3 separate regions of the Pan troglodytes genome follow, and regions 1 and 2 are each linked to region 3. Evidence: chromatin contacts called from public Hi-C data. All regions are on one chromosome and are shown on one strand. The core of a region is the stretch at or near the end of the contact, and the rest is flanking DNA. Distances in the headings are between cores, read along the strand shown.

What was found. A called contact is a pair of places that touch in the nucleus more often than the background predicts.
Region 1: a Hi-C map of stem cell-derived neural progenitor cells shows a contact between it and region 3, with 4 times the contacts expected there. The contact joins two enhancer-like sites. A contact is called at or near these places in 4 of 7 Hi-C or Micro-C datasets (induced pluripotent stem cells, lymphocytes and stem cell-derived neural progenitor cells) and 1 of 1 other capture datasets (stem cell-derived neural stem cells).
Region 2: a contact with region 3 is called in a Hi-C map of stem cell-derived neural progenitor cells, with 3 times the contacts expected there. The contact joins two enhancer-like sites. A contact is called at or near these places in 3 of 7 Hi-C or Micro-C datasets (induced pluripotent stem cells and stem cell-derived neural progenitor cells).

What each region holds. Positions count from the first base shown.
Region 1 is chr11:33,565,100-33,568,171 of NHGRI_mPanTro3-v2.0_pri, forward strand. All of the region lies in intron 5 of ABCA1 (ATP binding cassette subfamily A member 1), which reads left to right. Among named protein-coding and RNA genes, the nearest start is that of ABCA1, 59 kb to the left of the region's middle. Within about 2 kb of position 1,307, at least 10 of the 24 cell types and tissues checked have an H3K27ac peak or open chromatin away from gene starts, as enhancers often do. A contact at or near this core is called in stem cell-derived neural progenitor cells, where this site is marked.
Region 2 is chr11:33,623,351-33,626,269 of NHGRI_mPanTro3-v2.0_pri, forward strand. ABCA1 (ATP binding cassette subfamily A member 1) reads left to right here. Exons shown (of 50, transcript XM_016961357.4): 29 at 1,434-1,558; 30 at 2,788-2,886. Among named protein-coding and RNA genes, the nearest start is that of NIPSNAP3B, 47 kb to the right of the region's middle. Within about 2 kb of position 1,316, at least 7 of the 24 cell types and tissues checked have an H3K27ac peak or open chromatin away from gene starts, as enhancers often do. A contact at or near this core is called in stem cell-derived neural progenitor cells, where this site is marked.
Region 3 is chr11:33,013,945-33,017,143 of NHGRI_mPanTro3-v2.0_pri, forward strand. All of the region lies in intron 15 of SLC44A1 (solute carrier family 44 member 1), which reads right to left. Among named protein-coding and RNA genes, the nearest start is that of FSD1L, 29 kb to the left of the region's middle. Within about 2 kb of position 1,272, at least 7 of the 24 cell types and tissues checked have an H3K27ac peak or open chromatin away from gene starts, as enhancers often do. A contact at or near this core is called in stem cell-derived neural progenitor cells, where this site is marked.

The DNA of each region.
Region 1 (3,072 bases), core at 57-2,556, 550 kb after region 3:
TAATGTCTCGTTCCACCCCTGATTCCAGTGCTGACTGATTCTGGAGTGGCAGAGAGGGTTGGAGGCTCACCCCTCTGCTCACCCGACCCTCTGGCCATCTCCTCTTAGAATGCAAGGGCAGGGATTTTGTTACACAGCGCCTCTTTTGTTATAGGCTAGCTCCTGCCTTCAAGGAGCACTGAGAAAAATATTATCCCTTTGAACCACAACACTAGTATTTTGGGTACTGTAGCCATTCAGAAGTTTGTTGAACTAATACAAGTTTATATTATTTGTAAAATACTAGAAGGAATGTGTGGTTCCTAAAGTTATGGTATTCCCATTGGTTGAAAGAGAAGACTCTGGCTTGCTTCCTAATGCCTTGGAAGGTTCAGGGAGCATAAGCCTAAATATCCTGGTTTCTCTTGGGAATTCTTCACAGATTGTCATCTATGACTTTATCCACATTTATTTTGAACATGTTTAATTTTCAGCTTGTATTTTCTCAAGGAGTATGTGTGAGTCAGCATTCAGAGTACTTAACACACTTAGTGTCATTAGTGATAACCCACACGTGTAGGAAGCTAGACCTCCATTTACAGAAAAATGGAGGCTCAGAGAGCCTAACTGACTTTCCCAAGGCCACATAACTGGAAAATTCTGGAACTGAGTTTTTTCAGGTATGTCTTGGTATCCCTCGGTGAGCCTTGTCTGTAGAGAAGGAAGTGTCTCCTGGGTTGGAAAGCCCAGGCCGGGATGAACAGCATGGGTGTCCTTAGGCTGTGTGCACCACACACCCCTGGCCTACTCTCCCCTGCTCTAAGGAGTCACCTGAAGGAGCAGCTGCATCACCCTGCCTCACCCCTTCTCCTCAGCACCCAACAACCAGGTCTTCCCAGAGAGTGCTCAGCCATTGGTGAAGCAGGCATCATCTATTCTTCAAGAAGACAGCAGAGCATCAGGAAAACAAAACACCAAAAAAATACCATAAAGACACTGGAGTGTATTTGTTACCAGCCCTTGTATAACAGAGAAGTGTTTCAAGGTCTTATCTGTAAGGCTGGACAAGCTCAGGCTGATTAAAACCACGAGTTAGAATTTGTCTCCCCCTCCCAGGCCCTGCTCAGTTGACAGCTCCTAGCAGGCTGGGAGGCCCCACCCCACCCCCACCCCAGGGGTCCATTGAAGAAGACCATCTGGGCCTGAGATGCTGATGTGATTTTCCCTACTTCTCCTTTTTTTTCATTTGCCTCCTCCACCCACTTCTAAAGCAGCTGATTGCTCTGGTTCCTTTTCATGTTGAGCAAAAGAGAACACAGATCTTGAAACCTGAGCTGGGGACTGGAGGACACTGACCGAGAGTAACCCCGTCTGGCTCAGCTCAGCTCAGCAAAGGGCTTTCCTCCTCCGCCTTCCTGAGCTGCTCTCCCTCCTCTCCTTCCCTCCTTCTTTCCCAGCCTCCCCTAAGCTCCTCCACCCCTCTCTTCCCTCTCCTCCCTCCTCCCACCTTCCTTGTCCTCTATGCTCAGAGAACTGAAGGAACACTGAATGGCCGGGAAAGCAGGACCTCGCCCCCACCCCACGTCACACCCCTCCGCCTGCACGTGCAAGTGTGTTCCTCAGCTTGGTCCCAGAGGTCCCAGCTGGTTCCCCGGCTTGGTCCCAGAGGCCTAGATGTGTGGCAAGAAGCTGAGGGTTCTGCCTCGTTTCTTCCAGCCCACAAACACACATGTCACCTGTTTTTTGTTCTTTTTCCTTTCCTTTGCCCCACTTTACAGAAGCTCTTGGCTAATTGGTAGGTCACTGTTTGCTCCTCCAGGCAAAACCAAGGAGGCTGAGCTCAGCAGGTCAAGTATTTTGGTCTGTATTGAAGAGACTGTGGTGGGAGAGCCCTCTTGACCTTCTGCTGGATAGTGACTTTCTCTTCTGCTGGCAGCAGTAGCCCAGCTCCGCATCCTGTGACAGAGGTCATACCTTCCAGTTACCCGAGCGAACACTTGGAGCAAGTCAGCTTTTTCCCCTGAAAGAGCACGTTCACGTTCTTGATCTTTGGTTTGCACAACAACCTGTGAATGTTATTAGCCCCATTTTTTTTGTTTGTTTGTTTTTTGAGACAGAGTGTCGCTCTTGTTGCCCAGGCTGGATTGCAATGGCGTGATCTTGGCTCACTGCAACCTCTGCCTCCAAGCAATTCTCCTGCCTCAGCTTCCTGAGTAGCTGGGATTACAGGCATGCGCCACCACACCCGGCTAATTTTGTATTTTTAGTAGAGACGGGGTTTCTTCATGTTGGTCAGGCTGGTCTCGAACTCCCGACCTCAGTTGATCCACCCGTCTTGGCCTCCCAAAGTGCTGTATTAGCCCCATTTTATATCCAAGGAAACTGAGGCTTAGGGAGATTTAAATAGGGGGGAAAGTAAGCTTCATGATTACACAGTCAGGAAATGGCAGAGCTGACTCTTGAATTCAGACCCTGTGATGCTGTATCCAGTGCTGATTTTGTTTTGCCCTGTGTTCCTTTCAGTGTCAGGTAGGAAGACCTCAGAGATCATCTTCTCCAACCCACACATTTTACTGATTATAAAATCCAGGTCCGCATTAACTCATTGGCCAAAGTGAAGTGGCTAAATGACTCTCCTGTTCAGGAAGTATTCCCTGTCTTGTGTGGAATGATTGGTCTTTCGTCTAGGTCATCTTCCACCTATATCCGTCCTTGCAGTGACTGGTGGATACGATCATTCCTGGTGATTCCCTGTAAAATACTAGATTTATTTATTCTTTCATAAAGCTATGAGTAGACAAATCAGTCAGCTTCAACCTTTCCTTTACCTTATAGATAGTATCAGCAGAAAGAACTCAATAATTCTGTCTTAGGAACTCAGCCAGGCTAATATGTATTATAATACACACATACATATGCACACACATACACACATGTGCATACCTTAGATCACAAATTCAACATCTCAACTTAGCCGCCAAAGCCACTTCTGTGTCTTGTCTATTCTGAATATGCTTTAAGGTTAAATTAGCCATGAATCTGTTCAGATCAGTCATTCCTGAAAATGATGATGATATTAGCCATCCTTTACCG
Region 2 (2,919 bases), core at 66-2,565, 610 kb after region 3:
ATTACCTGCAATACAGGGTTGTTACGAAAATAAAAATGAATAGGTGCTTAGAATGGGGCCTGACATTAGTAAGTGCTTAGTTTTGTGTGTGTATATGTTATTTTTATTTTGGAGGAGAACATAAAAAGGACAAAGTGTAGAAAAACTGGTTGGGTGTATTCAGCTGTCATAACATGAGAGTTGTTATGCCCAGATGCACTTGACATGTGAATTTATTAGAAACATGATTTTTCTCGGAGTTGATGTTTAACTCAAACTGATAGAAAATATAGGTCAGAATATAGTTGGCCAACAGAGAAGACTTGTTACACTATTGTCTGCATGTCAGTGTTTGCCTGCTAACTTGCTTAGTTAGAAGGGTTAAATTTTTTCACTCTATAAAATCAAGAAATGTAGAGAAAAGGTCTGCAGAGAGTCTTTCATTTGATGATGTGGATATTGTTAAGAGCGGGAGTTTGGAGCATACAGAGCTCAAGTTGAATCCTGACTTTGCTACTTATTGGCTCTATGACCTCGGGCAAGCTGCTTAGTCTCTCTGATCCTCAGTTACCTTTGTTTGTTGATGATGACCATCGATAACACAACCATGAATAATGACAACATAGAGATAGTTCTCATTATAGTAGTTGTTATACAGAATTATTCACTCAATGTTAATTTTCTGCATTGAAATCCCAGAACATTAGAATTGGGGGCATTATTTGAATCTTTAAGGTTATAAGGGATACATTTCTCAGCAATAAATGGAAGGAGTTTTGGGTTAACTTATAAAGTATACCCAAGTCATTTTTTTTTTCAGAGAAGATATGGTAGAAAGTCTTAGGAGGTTGAAGAAGGAATTGGATATTTATTCTTTCTGAGACTATCATGGGAGATAATGACTATGGTTGTCCATGATTGGAGCCGTTGCTGTAGAGTTGGTTTTATTATAGTGTAGGATTTGAATGGGCCATGTGTTCTCAGACCTCAGATTAAAATGAGAAAACTGAGGCCAGTGGGGAGCGTGACTTCACATGGGTACACTTGTGCTAGAGACAGAACCAGGATTCAGGACTTCTGGCTCCTGCTCCTGGGTGCATGGCCCAATGTAGTCTTTCTCAGTCTTCAGGAGGAGGAAGGGCAGGACCCAGTGTTCTGAGTCACCCTGAATGTGAGCACTATTTACTTCGTGAACTTCTTGGCTTAGTGCCTCTGCCAGGTGGCCATAACCTCTGGCCTTGTGTTGCCAGAGAAAAGGTTTAGTTTTCAGGCTCCATTGCTTCCCAGCTGCCAAGAATGCCTTGGTGCAGCACAGTCATAGGCCCTGCATTCCTCATTGCCGTGCTGGTTGGTCGGGGAGGTGGGCTGGACTCGTAGGGATTTGCCCCTTGGCCTTGTTTCTAACACTTGCCATTTCCTGCTGTCCCCCTGCCCCCTCCACTGCCTGGGTAAAGATTGTCTTGCCAGCTGTGTTTGTCTGCATTGCCCTTGTGTTCAGCCTGATCGTGCCACCCTTTGGCAAGTACCCCAGCCTGGAACTTCAGCCCTGGATGTACAACGAACAGTACACATTTGTCAGGTATGTTTGTCTTCTACGTCCCAGGAGGGGGTAAGATTCGAGCAGACCAAAGATGTTTACGAGGGCCAAGGGAATGGACTTCAGAATTACACGGTGGAATGAATTTTACTGCTGCAGCTCAGGTCCCTGTATAAGCTAATACTGCATGCGTAGAACAGCAGCGAACTAACCCTGAATAATAGGCCAGTCTTCTGTTGAGCCTTTCAGCCTCTCTCCTCTTTATCCTACTGTTGTCAGGAACAGCCACATGTGTTTTAGGTAAAATAATCCACCCTTGCAAAAATCCATGATTAAGTTATAAAATATTTGGATTTGTGGAGCTGTGTTTTAATTCTGTAATTGAGTCACAGGGCACACTGTCAAAGCATAGAACCTCCAGAGACTTGTTTTCTGCAAAGTATAATTCATGTAATTATTATCTATTCTGTTATATTTGGGATGTTAGGTAGTGTTTGTTCTTTAAATAAAAATATCCCCCACTCTGTAACAATACATTAAATCAAAGAAAAGGACAAAGGATTTTTCTGGGTCTTGTTAGCAGGAGCTTTCTTCAGTCCTGAAAGATTTGTAGACCTGTAGATGGGGGAACTGTGTCAGTGATACAAAAGGGAAGCATTTAAAAAAAAAAGTATGTGTATATATATATATATATGTAATGTGAATTGGCCTCTTTTTCTCTAAGCCCACATTTTCTTCTTACATAGTTCAGGTTTACTTTATTTTTTCCTTTCCGGCTGCTGACCCTGTATTGCCCGTAGTTGTGGAACCTAGCATGTGTTTGTGACCTGTGCCTGTTATTTTTGTGCTTTCTAGTTGTGCATGCAAACAGTACAAAGTTTTCTTGCCCTTTCTTGGAAAATCCTGCTTGTCTGTGCCAAAGGGATAATTGTGAAAGCACTTTTGAAATACTTAATGAGTTGATTTTCTTCAAGTTAAAAAAAATATATAAATGTATATGTGTATGTACATGTGTGTACACATACACACCTTTATACATACAGCCCATTTAAAACAAGCTCCACTTTGGAGTGCTCTACGTCACCCTGATGCCGAATACGGGGCTAGAGTCTGAGATCCTTCTGGGTGGTTTCTGTGTTTTGTTCATTTCTGTTTTAAGAGCCTGTCACAGAGAAATGCTTCCTAAAATGTTTAATTTATAAAAACATTTTTATCTCTTGATTACTGGTTTTAATGAATTACTAAGCTGGCTGCCTCTCATGTACCCACAGCAATGATGCTCCTGAGGACACAGGAACCCTGGAACTCTTAAACGCCCTCACGAAAGACCCTGGCTTCGGGACCCGCTGTATGGAAGGAAACCCAATCCCGTGAGTGCCACTTTAGCCATAAGGAGGCTTCTT
Region 3 (3,199 bases), core at 22-2,521:
CCACCAAAGAACCTGGCTTCCACTCTGAGAGGAAAAAAAAATCTCCTTTTCTCATCAAGAGCATTCATATATTTACAGAAACTCTGCCAATAAATAGATACCTAATGGTTATTTATGGGACATAAACATTCCAAAGTGGTGAAAATGCATCTTATTCCTATGGTTTTTTTTTTCTTTTTTGTTCTAGCAGGGTCTCGCCATGTTGCCCAGGCTGGAGTGCAGTGGCTATTCACAGGTGTGTTCATCACGTACTACAGCCTAGAACTCCTGGGCTCAAGAGATCTTCCTGCCTTAGCCTTTTGAGTAGCTGGCACTACAGTTGTGCACCACGGTGCCCAGACTACTATGATTTTAAACACAGATAAAAATAATAAATCTATTACTATCTAAAAATTAAAATGCTGCTATGTTTTACGGCAATATTAACTTTGTAAATCCAAGATAAATAAAAATTCTAGTCGTAAAAAAAGGGATAAATTAGATTGCTACAAATAAATTACAACAAAAATTTCATTAGAAACTTAAAATTGCTATAACATGTTTACCCAGGGGGTGCTGAGGGAGCATGCATTCTTAGGAACTTTAATGAAAATCATGGATCCAAATGCAGACTACAGCTAAAAAACACTAACTGTCGGCTGGGCGTGGTGGCTCACGCCTATAATCTCAGCACTTTGGGAGGCCGAGGCGGGCGGATCACGAGATCAGGAGATAGAGACCATCCTGGCTAACACAGTGAAACCCCATCTCTACTACAAAAAGTTAGCCAGGCATGGTGGGTGTGCCTGTAATCCCAGCTACTTGGGAGGCTGAGGCAGGAGAATTGCTCGAACCCGGGAGGCAGAGGTTGCCGTGAGCCAAGATCGTGCCACTGCACTCCAGCCTGGGTGACAGAGCAAGACTCTGTCTCAAAAAAACAAAAATACAAAAAAAAAAACCCAAACACTAACTGTCCAGGGAAAGCTTAGCATGCCCTGAGTCCATCTATTTTTTTTTTTTTTAACTTTCTGACTCTTAGAAAAATTTTTGCACTAGAATAGACTTTAAAGGTCATTGAATTAGCCTTTCACTCTGTGCTCAATACTGCTTTACAACATCCCAGCTGCAAAAGTACCACCCAGCCTCTACACACATTCCTTCGTAGTCAGGGGGATCACGTCTTCTCCTGGGGTTAAGTCCATCTTGGTAGTGTTCCAGTTTTTAGGAAGTCTTCCTCACATTCTGTCTGATAGGCAGGAAAAGCCAGTGACTCCACTAGGTGGCCTTTCCCCTCCTAGGACTTAGCACAGTGCCTGGATTAGGACTGCATCTCAGCTGCATTTAACAGAAACCTATTATAGTGGCTTAAACAAGAAAGGGATTCATTCTTCTCACGTAACAGTAAGCCCAGAAGACAGCAAGCCCAACTGTGGAGAAATCAGGCAAGAATGCTTTCTGGGAACCAGGCTCCTTCTATCTTTTGGTTCTGCCATCTTTGGTCTGTGGTTCTGTTGGTGTTTGTAATATGTCTTTTGTTCTTTCGAGTAGGATCACATCTGCATTCCAGACAGGCCAGAGAAGGGGAAAACCAGGAAGATGGGTGGCACCTATATCGGGAAGGCGAAATTTTCTTGGAAATTGCCAGTATTCTTCAGCTTATATCTCATTGGGCAGAACTATGTCATACGGCCACTTCAAGCTTCAGGGAAGTATGGAAAGGTGAGTATTTTAGTAAGGCATTTTGCTAACCAGAATGATATCTGGGTTATATTCATGAAAAAGATGGGCAGAAGAGCAATAGCAGGGCAATCAGCACTCACTGCCACAGCCTGATAGTAATAGGTGATTAACATATGTTAACTGACTGATGAAACAGAAGTCTTTTTCCAACCATTAGAACCCTTTAGGGGCTCAGGACATGACTATAGACACCATTTCTTCTACAACATCCCTTTAGATATTTGAATATAGTAATCATTGCTTTTCCCTTTCTCTACCCCAAGATGTCTCTTTTCCCAGTAGATATCTTCTCTAGGCTTGTCTCTGAAAACACTCTCATTCGTTTATATTCCAGGTGTGGATTGACCTATAAAAAGTAATGCAGAGTAGGCAGGGCGCGGTGACTCATGCCTGTAATCCTAGCACTTTGGGAGGCTGAGGCGGGTGGATCATCTGAGGTCAGGAGTTTGAGATCAGCCTGGCCAACATGGTGAAAACCCGTCTCTACTAAAAATACAAAAAAATTAGCCGGGCGTGGTGGCAGGTGTCTGTAATCCCAGCTACTCGGGAGGCTGAGGCAGGAGAATCGCTAGAACCCAGGGGGCAGAGGTTGCAGTGAGCTGAGATGGTGCCACTGCACTCCAGCCTGGGTGACAGAGTGAGACTCCATCTCAAAAAAAAAAAAAAAAAAAAAAAAGGAATGCAGTCATTTCCTTTCTCCTGCTGTATATCACGTGGTCGCTATTATCAAATAGCTACCACAAAAGCACATATTGTGCCCAGACCTTGGTTTCCAAATACCAGTTTCCATTAAAAGGAACCAGGGCTTTGAAGACTTGGCTGATTACAGAGTTGAGACCAGGAAAGCATAAGATGAGCTTGGAACATCTGGTTGCGTCAGTGAACAAGGAAGTACTCAAAGAATGATGGGGACAGATCAAAAGTACAGGAGCCAGCTTGAATGGGCTCCTATTGGCTAAATCTGAGACAATGTGGGCATAAAAATAAATGAAGATAACAGAAAAAAGTAACAATCTGGGATTTGATATTTATTTATTTGATGAATAATCAATATTTATTCAACAAATAAATATGTATTTGATGACTAATTAAAACTTTATTTGACATATATATTATTTGATGAATAAATATTTATTTGATGAAAAACTAAGTGGGTGAGAAGAGATTTTCCTTACAGTAGAACACCAGCTAATAAATATAGGAAGAATGATGAAATTAGAAAATCATCATTATATGAAAACACCAGTAATAGCTGTTTCAGAGAAGAATGTGAATAGATAATGTGAAAAGTTGATGAGAAATAGGACTTTTACATAGTCTCAAAATATGTCTCCACAAGATACTTATTAATTACAAAGGGAGAAACAGTACATTTACATTGGAGAGACCAGGAAGATCCACCTTAGCCAAATGATCAAAGTTAGCACACAGTAATGGGACAAATGAGATCATGTGCCTCCTGATATGATGCACTGAGAAG